Regions from separate parts of the Mus musculus genome. Here all the other regions are linked to region 4. A link is a contact called in public promoter capture Hi-C data. All regions are on one chromosome and are shown on one strand. Each heading gives the region's core, a stretch centred on a gene start, on an enhancer-like site or on the middle of the called end of the contact. The rest is flanking DNA. Distances are from core to core; before and after follow the strand shown. Region 1 overlaps Alg9 (asparagine-linked glycosylation 9 (alpha 1,2 mannosyltransferase)). Region 2 overlaps Ppp2r1b (protein phosphatase 2, regulatory subunit A, beta). Region 3 overlaps Alg9 (asparagine-linked glycosylation 9 (alpha 1,2 mannosyltransferase)). Region 4 has its middle 16 kb from the start of Gm32681.

The links. Capture Hi-C pulls out chosen DNA fragments and counts their contacts.
Region 1: a promoter capture Hi-C map of adipose tissue shows a contact between it and region 4. The contact joins two enhancer-like sites. A contact is called at or near these places in 19 of 39 promoter capture datasets (the 3T3-L1 cell line, 3T3-L1-derived adipocytes, the C10 cell line and 13 more), 35 of 484 Hi-C or Micro-C datasets (the AML12 cell line, B cells, CD4 T cells and 25 more), 4 of 115 datasets of contacts at active chromatin or transcription factors (the HPC-7 cell line, fetal liver, microglia and 1 more) and 3 of 9 other capture datasets (adipose tissue, liver and pancreatic islet).
Region 2: a promoter capture Hi-C map of adipose tissue shows a contact between it and region 4. The contact joins two enhancer-like sites. A contact is called at or near these places in 6 of 39 promoter capture datasets (the C10 cell line, the HPC-7 cell line, embryonic stem cells and 3 more), 1 of 484 Hi-C or Micro-C datasets (liver), 4 of 115 datasets of contacts at active chromatin or transcription factors (the 230-238 cell line, the HPC-7 cell line, embryonic basal ganglia and 1 more) and 3 of 9 other capture datasets (adipose tissue, liver and pancreatic islet).
Region 3: a contact with region 4 is called in a promoter capture Hi-C map of adipose tissue. The contact joins two enhancer-like sites. A contact is called at or near these places in 16 of 39 promoter capture datasets (the C10 cell line, the HPC-7 cell line, cranial neural crest and 9 more), 59 of 484 Hi-C or Micro-C datasets (the C2C12 cell line, CD4 T cells, CD8 T cells and 37 more), 10 of 115 datasets of contacts at active chromatin or transcription factors (the HPC-7 cell line, Th17 cells, acute myeloid leukemia and 6 more) and 3 of 9 other capture datasets (adipose tissue, liver and pancreatic islet).

The regions. Positions count from the first base shown.
Region 1 is chr9:50,797,100-50,799,947 of GRCm38.p6, reverse strand. The region is part of intron 8 of Alg9 (asparagine-linked glycosylation 9 (alpha 1,2 mannosyltransferase)); the gene reads right to left. Among named protein-coding and RNA genes, the nearest start is that of Gm38476, 23 kb to the right of the region's middle. Within about 2 kb of position 1,362, at least 16 of the 459 cell types and tissues checked have an H3K27ac peak or open chromatin away from gene starts, as enhancers often do. A contact at or near this core is called in adipose tissue, where this site is marked.
Region 2 is chr9:50,874,849-50,877,728 of GRCm38.p6, reverse strand. The region is part of intron 11 of Ppp2r1b (protein phosphatase 2, regulatory subunit A, beta); the gene reads right to left. Among named protein-coding and RNA genes, the nearest start is that of Gm25558, 12 kb to the left of the region's middle. Within about 2 kb of position 1,253, at least 12 of the 459 cell types and tissues checked have an H3K27ac peak or open chromatin away from gene starts, as enhancers often do. A contact at or near this core is called in adipose tissue, where this site is marked.
Region 3 is chr9:50,833,539-50,836,537 of GRCm38.p6, reverse strand. The region is part of intron 14 of Alg9 (asparagine-linked glycosylation 9 (alpha 1,2 mannosyltransferase)); the gene reads right to left. Among named protein-coding and RNA genes, the nearest start is that of Ppp2r1b, 22 kb to the left of the region's middle. Within about 2 kb of position 1,272, at least 71 of the 459 cell types and tissues checked have an H3K27ac peak or open chromatin away from gene starts, as enhancers often do. A contact at or near this core is called in acute myeloid leukemia, adipose tissue and bone marrow, where this site is marked.
Region 4 is chr9:51,029,017-51,032,019 of GRCm38.p6, reverse strand. No RefSeq gene overlaps it. Among named protein-coding and RNA genes, the nearest start is that of Gm32681, 16 kb to the left of the region's middle. Within about 2 kb of position 1,614, at least 61 of the 459 cell types and tissues checked have an H3K27ac peak or open chromatin away from gene starts, as enhancers often do. A contact at or near this core is called in acute myeloid leukemia, adipose tissue and bone marrow, where this site is marked.

The sequences.
Region 1 (2,848 bases), core at 113-2,612, 230 kb after region 4:
AGAAGACGGAAGGGCAGACTGGTGAAGACGCTATAGATGTGTACCATTGGGCTTGGACTATTTCACTTTATTCCCATCATCTCCTCTACCATAGAGGATGCACAATTGTCCTCTAAAGGATACAGTGATGCGGTGCCAGTGCACCAGCAGGCTTGAACATACGAGAGCTTTCATACTGGACTCCCAGCCTCCAGAAGGAGAAGTGAGTCTATGCTCTTCATTACCTCGTCTCAAGTATTCTGTTACGATGGCACCTACAAACTCAAATGGCTATTTGCAGTGCCTACTCCCAAACGCCACACCCACATGGGACAAACACGTTCTCTAATAGTGGTAGCTTAAGAGCACAGAGCTATAGGAAACAAAAAAAAAAAAAAATCATTGGAATTTTAACTGGGGCTTCAAGTTCTGCATTCAATATGTAGGCCAAATGATCAAAGCCAATAGATAAACTTACTTGGAGCTATGTAACCCCTTGAGAAGTTCAATTACTATTTTATACACATATAAGATACCATGTATTTCGTAAGAGGGAATAACTCATGGCCAGGGTTAGGGATAAGTTGAGTGGTAGGGTATTTGCCTAGCATTCATGAAGCCCTGGGTTTAGTCTTCGTAGAACCAGATACACACACCATAATTACATATATATTTAATAAAAATCAACAGCTTAATTTTGTGTGTGTGTGTGTGTGTGTGTGTGTGTGTGTATTTTATGTGTATGTATGTGCAGGTGCTTATAAAAGCCAAAGAAGGCATCAGATGCCTGGAGCAGTGGTTCTCAACCTGGGAGCCGAATGATGCTTTCATGGGGGTCATAACAGGTATCCTGCATTTCAGAGACTAACATTACAATTCATAATATTAGCAAAAATTCCAGTTATGAAGTAGCAAGGAAAATAATTTTATACCACATGCATAATACACAACATGTATTAAAGGGTCAGAGCATTAGGAAGGTTGAGATTGCCCACCCTAGAACTGAAGGTACACGTAGTTATAACCTGCCTGACTTGGTACCAGGAAACCAAACTTAGTTGCCTCTATGAGGGCAGCAGACACTCTTAGCCACTGAGCCATCTTTCCAGCCTCGCCAGCTCCACTCCCCCAACCTTGGCTACAGATTAGATCAGAGACCCAGGTCCTGCTCAGAACTCAAAGGACACAGAAAGAAGCAAAATGGCTGAAACAAATCTCATTCTCACTAGTTTTTATTCTGTAATTCAAAATCCTTAAGCCTAAGTGGTAAGAACTAGCTCCCTCCCTGCACATGAGCTGTTTTCCTCTCTGCTTTTCCCCCTGTATGATTGCTTCAATCAGGCAGTGAATGACACGTGTGGGCTTTAATCAGTGTGTGTTGTGACATCCGTCTTGCGCCACAGCAATTCCCTGCAATCAGCATTGCTTAAAAAGGTAATCAGGAGGCAGAGAACACTCAAAAACCTAACGCTTTGTGGCTTGCACAGCAAAAATAAGGTCAGAGACTAAAATCATAATGCCAGCAACACTTGGAGGAATGGGAGGGCTCACTGAGGAAGGGCCCGCTTCAATTGTGGGCCACCTCTGGGGAAAGTTCACTCCTGCTCACAGACAGCTAAACGGTAGGAATGGAAGTCTGTCTCCAGCAGGTCATTCAGGACATCTTTAATCTTGTCTTCCCCATGTCTCTAAGTTAAATAAACCCTCTGGAGAAATGTCTTCTCTGGGTTTCAATTAGTAGGAGCATTTTTTCTAAACTAAATCCTTTAGGACCCAGCTTTCTGAGAGGTGACTATCCACTCTCTCCCGCAATAAGAAGACAGGGCAACCTTTGACTCATTATATTTCTTAACAAAAGTCTAGAAATCTAGGCCTGTGGAGAAAAGAGACCAGCCAGAGAAGATGGGGGCCTTCCTTCTCTGTGCAGCCATGACGATGCTAAGCATCGGAGGAGGGAAGCTGCCTTCTCTCTGGTGCTTGCTCATACAGGTGCTGTCTTGGCAAGCACCCCCATTTTGAGCAACTGTCGCTACCATCGCTTACTATACCATACCTTCTATGTGATCTTCGTGTGTTCATTTATCAAGCTCTCAGCTAGTCTGTGCACATTTCCTAATAGGCTTACTTCCCTGAAGGATGGAGCAAGCACTGGGGAATAAGCCAAAACTGAAGAAAGGTCAACTGACCAAAACAAAACAAAACAAAAAACCCAAAATAAATAAATAAATAAATAAATAAATAAAATAACAAAAGACAAAAAAAAAACAAAAAAAAGGAAAAAAGGAACAAAAAATAAAATAAAAAGGTGACTTTTAATTCGGCTAGCGGGTGTCCCCCATATTCAATGGCTTGCATGCCCTAAGAGTGGCAGCTTTCATCTCAGGCTTTACCATGCTGATGCTCACAAGGCTAGGTCCAAGTTGACAGTGCAAGAAAATGCACCTCAGGTTGGCAAGCTGAGCATTTGGGGGGAGGGGACACAAGAGGACTCTGTAGCAGGCTGGCAGCAGGGTCTCCCTGTGTAGGCAAAGTGCCTCTGTTCCTTCCACTCAAATGAGCTAAGGGAGTCTTCAAAGAGGCTAAAAGAAGGAATCATGTTTATTAATCCATAGACTGAATGATGGGAAACCTGTTTTGCAAAGGCCTATAATTTTATACGACAGTGGGACCTAAATAATAGATCTTCTTACAAATGTCACACTAGCACCAAGAAGCCAGGGTAAGCAAGAGCAGAGGCTGCAGGACAGCACTGCCTGCCAGTCAACTCTAAGCGGGCGCCATCAGACCCCTAGGAGGCATCACGTCAGCTTACGAACAACAAATGGTGGGCACTATAACAAAGGCACTCGCTCTCCTGGCCCTCTGAGAC
Region 2 (2,880 bases), core at 4-2,503, 150 kb after region 4:
ATGGCAGAGGACCAATCGTCACATACAGCACTGAACAGAGAAGGCTGAGTGGAAAGAAGGGACTCTAGGAGGAGAGAGGTGCATGGCCTTTGGCAACTGGGAGGAGCTCTGGGTGCAGCTGCAGCGAGGAGCGTGAGGGCCAAGGGAATGAGCCAAACCCATGAGACTTGAGGGACAGCCCTGACCACAGAGCATTTCTAACACAAACAGGTTTCAAAAGCATCTAAAGAGATTTTAGCAAGATTATTCAAGTGGCATCAGAAAGCAGCTGAGAAAAATATTGAAGAAATCCTACACAGGTCACCATTGTCACCTACACAGCTGCAAATCACAGTTGTTCCCCACTGAAAATGCTTGTGTTAATTAAGACAAGCTGATACATGTGCCTGCACCAACACATAATAATCCCATTCAAAATAATTTATCAACGACATCATAAAACTAAACAATGAAGTCTGGGTTATTATACCCCCAAAATTAGTCATTCTGTGCAGGCCTGAACACAGAAAGGTCTGGTGCCTTCACTTCAGACTCAGTAAGACTCAAACCTTGGACTTAGATAACAAATCAAGGTGAACGATCGGGTTACTGGTTCCTCCTCCTCCTCTCACCTGGCAAGCACAAACCCCCCAAGCCAAGGCCCCAATCCTTGGCAATCCTGCAAGCTTCCAGAGAGATGAGAGCCAACTTTCCCCAACTCAAATCCTGCTCTAAAGACTAAGAACGGAAAACACAGAGACAGGAGACAAGGAGCTCTACTCGCACAGCCCATGCTCAGACTTCAGTCAGCAGAGAAACACACACCAAGATGCCCAGAAGTGCCTTACACACACACACACACACACACACACACACACACACACACACACGAGCTCTTTTTCATCTCGTACATAATTTGTGCTCCAGACCTCTCCTCCATTCTTCCTTTAAAGTAGAGCTAATGAAGCTGGAGAGACGGCTCAATGGTTAAGAGCACTGGCTGCTCTTCTACAGGTCCTGGGTTCAATTCCTAGTAACCACACAGTTGCTTACAACCATCTATAATGGAATCTGATGCCCTCTTCTGTCCTGTAGACATATAAGAAGACAGAATACTCGCATGTATGCACACACACACACACACACACACACACACACGGACGTAAAGGGGAGCTAAGGGCAGCACCTGTGTTTTGCTCCTAGCTACTGGTTTTGAATGATCAGTCTTACTACAAGGCCATGTGGCAGGGTTCCAGTGCCACAGTACCCAGAGACTGAGCTTTGACCAAGACCTCAACTGCACTCAACTCTACTTGGCCAGAGGCCTACTGTGTCTCTAGCACCTCTCAATTCTGTTTTCAGAGGAATGCAAGCCTTTCCCAAGTTCTCACTCCTTGTTTTGTCTGTGTCTGTCTTTCCCTTCAAGGTTAGGCTGATCTGAAAGGTTTCTTTACATATCTAATTCTATCAGTTCTCACTAACTTTGACTGGATACGTATCTTTATCCTATAAAAGATAAATTTATGAGGTACCCACCACTTAACTTTCCCTCACTGAGCCCTGCCTTCTTTTTTGTTTGTTTGTTTGTTTTGTTTTTCAAGACAAGGTTTCTCTGTGTAGCCCTGGCTGTCCTGGAACTCACTCTGTAGACCAGGCTAGCCTGGAACTCAGAAATCCACCTGTCTCTGCCTCCCAAGTGCTAGGATTAAAGGCATGCGCCACCACTGCTTGGCCCCCCTGCCTTCTTGTCACACTGCCCACGGACAGAAACCCAACCTTCATACCCTCCCCCCAGCTTCTCCAGACTCCTCAAGTCTTACAGCAGAGAAGCTTCATGCCAGGGAGGGATAAAGGGATAGTTCCCAAGAAACCTGCTCACCACTCACTGTATACCACCTACGGTGCAAAACATCACTCTTCTTCAAATTATAAAAATCTAACCGAAACTACAAAAGCTGGGAGGAAGCCCATGGCAAAGGCCCGCTCTCAGCTGCCAGCCACCCAATGCATCAGGGATCCTGCAGTCCATGAACTCCAACCTGCTAACTCCCAAGCTGGAAGGAACTCAGGAGGCGGGATGCTTAAGTCACATAGAGCCACCACCTACACAGAACAGCTGTCATTTCTCAACTTGTGGAAGACTGGAACCTTAACAGGCCTTCCTAATTTGAAGGACAGAAAAAGGCCAGTCTTAATCCTTAATTGCTTTCAAAGGAAGTAACAGAAAGGTCTCTGGGAACACCACTGACAGGGCTACTTACACCCAAAGTAAACTTGGTTAAATAAAAAAGTCTCTTGGATGGGGAGATGCCTTAGTGGTTAAGAAAATATATACTGCTCTTACAGAAGACTGGATTTCAGCCCTCAGTACCTAAGCCAGAGGGCTCACAACAACAATTCCAGCTCCCAAGCAGGATCCGATGCCCTCTTTGGCCTCCAAGAGTACACCCGAGCACAAGCACAAACTCACATACAGATACACTACTTACACAGACACACTCCTTACACATACAGACACGCTCCTTACACATACAGGCACGCTCCTTACCTTGCACATACAGACACGCCCCTTACACATACAGGCACACTCCTTACACATACAGGCACGCTACTTACACATACAGGCACGCTACTTACACATACAGGCACGCTACTTACACATACAGGCACGCTCCTTACACATACAGGCACACTCCTTACACATACAGGCACGCTACTTACACATACAGGCACGCTACTTACACATACAGGCACGCTACTTACACATACAGGCACGCTCCTTACACATACAGGCACGCTCCTTGCACATACAGGCACGCTCCTTGCACATACAGGCACGCTCCTTGCACATACAGGCATGCTACTTATACATACTTACAGATGCTTTCCTATGATTTACCA
Region 3 (2,999 bases), core at 23-2,522, 200 kb after region 4:
CACTCTACCCCAGTAAGAGAGGCTCTTAAGCAATGCTGGAATGGATCAGCTATGCACAAAACATGTCCAAGCAGCATAACTAGCTGACAGCTCAGAATGTGCTCTGATTCAATGACCATCCCATTTATCGGGGTCTGAGAGCACCCTGCTGTGGAGACTTAAGTCTGTACTTGCTGACATGAGCAGAAGACTGGCAGCTAGTCTCCCCCGAAACCACCAGCCGGTGCAAGTGGAAATACTGAGTCAATTTGCTTAGACTGCACTCAATGGGTTTCCCTCCCATTTCTACCTGTCTGTCTGTCCATCCAGCCACTAATTCCCTCACTCAAACATTAAAACCACATTTAGCCTTGCTGGTTCAGCCCCACTGAGTACTTCCTGGAACTGCTCTTTGCTGTCTCTTCCATGTAGTGCAATTTTCGGTGAGATGTTTTCTATACCTCTCAGTGCAGAACTGGCCCTTCAAAGCACCTTTAGCTCTAAAGACAATCTGGGTTTTCCTTCACGTTCAGTTATACTCAACCTATCCTTTACTGAGCACTGCTAACTTTCAAAAGGCTTGTATGGGCAAACATAAGGGTGCTTTAACAGCCTTTGGGGGGGACACGGGGTGAGGACATTGCTTTATAGTCAGTAAGCACTCCAGAGATAATTCACACCCCTATTTCACAAGCGTGGACACAGGAGCATGGCTAACATGCTGTACTTGCTGGAGGGCCCGCCTAGGGACAGGACACAATGCTGCATCTCCAGCTTTTAGAACTCTCCCGTGGAAAACACTCCTGAGTCTACACGTGGAAGAAAAGGCCAGCCTCTCAAATCAGATGATCTAGTCTGCTCCCCTAGCATCCAATGCTCACCTCCACAAGGAAACGGAGCTTCAAAAGCAAAAACAGGTTCTGTTTTCTTCTCAAACATTTTAGTCCTAAATCCATGAGGCAGAGCAGAGCAAAGCAGGAAACTACACAGTGTGGGAGGAAGGAGGGAGGGAGCTACAGTGGCCCATGGGATGGCGGCACAGCTGATTCAGAGTGCCCATGTTAACAAAAGCAATGGCATTCTAGAGGCCAAATGACCTGTCGGGTTCTAGTTCACAGAGTTTGCCAAGTCGCCCTGACCCATGTGACTGGTATAACACTTAACTTTCAGCAGTCTATCCAGCACTCGGGCCACCGTGCTGACCACTCAGAGTGACCTCCAAGGAGCTGTGAGGTGGCTAGGTCAGAAGTCTACTGAAGCACAGGCATGGGTATGTAGGGACTCATGCTCCTGACGTGTACAGCATCTGGCATAACACCCTAGCTTCTGCACCAGTCACCTTTAGCCAACGTTCAGAACAGTGGGGTTGGGAAAGACTTGCTGTTAGGCAACTGGAGCCTTCTGACCTGCGGTCCTGCCAAGGGTTGGGGGAAGTGCTCTTCAGTCTTTTCCCATCTGGTAGTGAATGAGGGATACAGGCAGCACACGACAGTGTCTCGCAGGCTCAGTCCTGCTCCTCAGAACCTTATCTGGGCTTTATCCATGTGGCAGAAGAGCACTGGAAACCATCTCAAGAAAAAGACTCTGGCAAGCTTTAAAGTTTGAAATAAATAACAAGTATACTTCGCCGCAACAGTTTTTCTTTCACTAAGGTTCAGGCTTCTGACAAGACCCTTACCTTGCTCCTGCCTCCTTTTCACCATTACATAAATCCAGCTCTAAGAAAGTAAATCTAGGGGCTAGAGAGATGGCCCAGCAGCGAGGAGGACTTGCTGCTCTTCTGGGGAGCTGGTGTTCGGTTCCCAGCATCTATAACAGGAGGCTCACAACCACCTGCAAATCTCAGTGCGTACACATACATACATGCATTCATGCATTCACACACAGATAATAAAAAAATAAGTAATAAAAATGTAAAAATAATAAAAAGACTGTAAAGCCCACCAAGTCATATATTTAAGAGCCTCTAATATGCTGAGAATCATAAAGAAGCTGGAACAAAACTGATGATGTCAGTTGCTTGTCAGTTGCTTGGTCCATTAGCTTAAAGCCAGGGCCAACCTGAAGCACTGAATCTCCTCGTCCGTCTACAGCACTGGCTCAGTGAGGAGATGTGGAGATGTCTTTCCACAACAACAGAAAGCAGAGCTTGCTGGACTCCACAAGGATTAAAAGGTTTGTTCAATTTGCTCTTCCTAAATGTCAGCAGATTTGAATGATTAGGGAACTAAGACATTAGGCAACATGCAAGGAGTTTGAAGCCAAATCTGGCCAAGGGTAGCTATGTTAGATGGAGATCTGAGAAAAGTATTTGGGGGAAATGGGGAGGGGCAGGAGCTGAAGGGGAGACAGCAGGCAGAAGCTGACAGAGAATGAAAGACTGTGAGAGCAGTGAGCTGACAGTGTAACAGGACATGAATTCTGCCGTTCCTGTTTCTCCTCGGCACCAGTGAGGGAGGCGAGGCACCACAGTGCCTGGCATACAGAAAAAGCACTAGAGCCCACCACTCGCTGGTCATGTGGAGAAACTGATTCAACGGATTCTTCCCTAAAGACCAGATAGCATCTGCACTGTGCATCAAAGCCTGCCTGCCCAGGATGTGGTCTCCTGTCCATCTGGGGAGGAAGGGGAAATGGCCTTCAGGGCTGCCCCGTTCCGTCTAGTCAGAAATCTTTGAATTGAAAAATAGTTCAGGAGGAGAACGGCATTAGAGAAGCTGAGGAGATTTTATAACATGTCCATACAACTCTTCATCCCTTGAGCATGGCTGGGGCTTGCTTCCCACCAGCAGCAGGATGAGGGAGAAGTCTTCCAAGGCTGAGTCCTAACAGCAATGGAGTGCAGCCCCCATGTGAAAGGAAAGCCACAGGCAGGAACTCTGGGTGATAGCCTCCTCTGAGATCCAGCCGAGAGCTAGTCTCAGGGGCCAGAGGTGTGGGTGAGAGAGTGGTAATGCCTCAGTTAGCATCTGATGGCCAATGCAAGAGAGACCCTGAGGAAGAGCTGGCCAGGAGCCAGC
Region 4 (3,003 bases), core at 365-2,864:
CACAAGAAGAGAATGGGGCTGCTTGAGTGTCTCAGTTGGTGGAGTACTTGCCTAGCTTGGACAACGTCCTGGGTTTGATCCCCAGGACTGCATAGAACAAGACTCGGTTATACATATCTGTAACCCCAACACTTAGGGGGCAGAAGCATGAAGAGCAGACGTTCAGGATCAGTCTGGGCTACACAAGACCTGTCTCAAAAATAGCATGTGAGCACAACCAGAACACGTCATTTGCTTCCTTTGCCTGTGTTACTCTCAGAGGCAAACCCGACAATTACACCAGCATATGCCCCATTCCTCACCACTGGAGGAGTCATTCTGGAATTTCCTTCCAGGCCCTCCCTAGAAACTCTAATCTGAACTTTTCTTGTCCTCGGCAGTTGTTTACTAGTTTTCCCAGTGCTTCTTAATCTTTTCCACTGAAATACAGAGAGAGAAAAATGCAAGCGGCATACACCACACACACACACACACACACACACACACAGAGAGAGAGAGAGAGAGAGAGAGAGAGAGAGGGAGAGAGAGAGAGCAAGTTCATATATCTTTGCACATATAGCCCTGAGTAAGTGACCAAAAGCTAAATTCTTAATACAGTTTTTACCAAATATGTCTTAAGTATTTGTTCAGCTCTCACAGTCTGTTTTTCTTAAGGAATTACAAATATAAAAGGGAAAATGTTATAGCAGAAGGTGCACTGTATTTAGCAAAAGCCTTGAAATCATGATCCTTCATACTCCCCACTTGAGAAAAATCTCTCCCACTATTCTCTGAAGTAGAATCATACTCTTAAATAGAAAATACACTACCCATCCAACCAATACGTATGGAGCATTTAATATCCTTGCTCTTATTTTGGCAAAACCAGTAAGCTGTTATAATTAAGAGCGTGATATAATCTGTGCTTTATAAATAGTAATGATATAAAATAGTAAAATGTAAGGGGGGGTCAAACTGTATAAAACTGTATATTTTCATTAAAAATGTAAACTAAACTAAATGTAAAAAAACGTGTGTGGGCATCTGTGCATGTTCATATGTACAGTTGTGTGTTTATGAGCACATGTGTATATGTATGTATCTAAATATAAACTTTTAATGTGAAATTATTCTCCATATATTGTTTTAAAAGTTACAGCTCATCCAAAATATTCAGCAAAAGCATTTATTAAAATAAAAATACAAAATAGAAGATGGGTGTGGTGTCAAACCCAGGAGGACTTCAAGTTCACCTCCCACTAGATTATATAATTAGTTTAAGGAAGGTTAACTCAATTATATTTGAAGCCAGCCTGGGGCTATACATCAAGATTTTTTTAAAAAAGGAAAAAACAAATTAAAATGAATATCAAAATATTAAATTTAAAATCCTTAAATAAACATTTTTTAAAAACTGAATTAAGTGTTATTAGGCAGTTTCTAATGATAAATTAAGTCCTCAAAATTTATTATCCTCTACTTGCCAATGCAAAGAAATTGTTATGATGTTTCTTCTTTAAGTTAGCTACAGACTGACTTCTCCCACAATTCCTTTGCTGGAGCTGTAACCTCCATCTAGTGTGACTGATATGTAGATGGAAAGTAGGTAAGGTTTACTGAGATCACAGGGATAGGGCTCTAACTCAACAGGACTGTCATCTTTGTTTGAGGAAGTGAAACTGGAGCATTCTATAGTGCACAGAGGAAAGGTCACATGAGGAAGGAGGTGCCAGCTAAAAGCAAGTGAGTCGGGCTTCAGCAAAAAACAGTCCTTGATGCCTTGACCTTGGATTTCCAGCCTTTGGAATTGTGTAAAAATAAATTTCAATTGTTTAAACCATCCAATTTTGGGTAGTTATGACAGCATGAGGAGACTAATATGCCTTTATGTTTACAATTTAAGAAAAACATGGAAGCTAGAGACATGGTTTAGCAGTTAAGAATGTTTGCTGTTCTTCCAGAGAACCAAGTTTGGTTCCCCAAATTCATATCAGACATCTCACAGCTACCTGTAATCCCAACTCCAAGGGATCAATCCTCAGGGGGCACCCTCACACATGTGGCAGTCACCCATACGATGCACACACACATACACACATATAAAAATAAATTTTAAAAAAGAAAAATGAGTTATTTAACATTATAAATTATTCTTGTCGCCATGTACAAAGAACAAAAGCAAAATAAATCTTAAGTATACTCACTGCTATGAAAAATTTTCCCTTAAAAAGGGAAAAAAACCTATTCATTTTTATTGAGAAGGTTTGAAAAATTGGTTAATTTGTTTTTGCATCTGTCAAAGCACTTTCATCACTCAAATGCTCTCTACACATCAAAGTGGAGTGGGACTTTGGAAATAGAACAACTCACAAACCTTTATAGCACACAGATGTAGCCACCTGCTGTGTTGAGGACATAAAACAAGAAGTGTGGAAAAATATTCTCCAGAGGCCTAAACAGTGTTAAAGAATGGATACTTCATTTTTATGGCCATGCTGTGCTGGTAATGAACGCCTGAACAAGAGAGGAACTTACACATCCCTTGACAGTGTGTGTGTTTGAAGCATTGTGTTGTGATGTGTGAGGCTCTCCAAAACCCAGTAGGTCTTACCTGCCGCGGCCTGCCTGAGATCTTTCCAAAGTCTGTCATCTGCAGATAATCAGTGGAATAGTTTAAGTCAATGTGATTTGTAACCTCTCCACTTGAAAAGTATGTATACTAAGATGGAGTATCTATAAATTTACATCATCCATTTACCCACTGAGTTAGTGATCATCTTTTCAAAAATAAGGAAACGGAGGTACAAACTAAATTGAGCAACTTAACAATTATTACTACCTATAAGTGGAAGGCCCAAGTCATAATCCAAGACTCCTGACCCCATCCACAAAGCTACCTTCTGTCTAGCTTCTTGATGTTCAGAATTGCTTCATAGTATTTTCAGGAGTGTTTGGTCAAGTACAACAAGAGTTGAAAAAAATTAAAAACATATCATATATCTCTCTTCAGTATTTAACAATTGT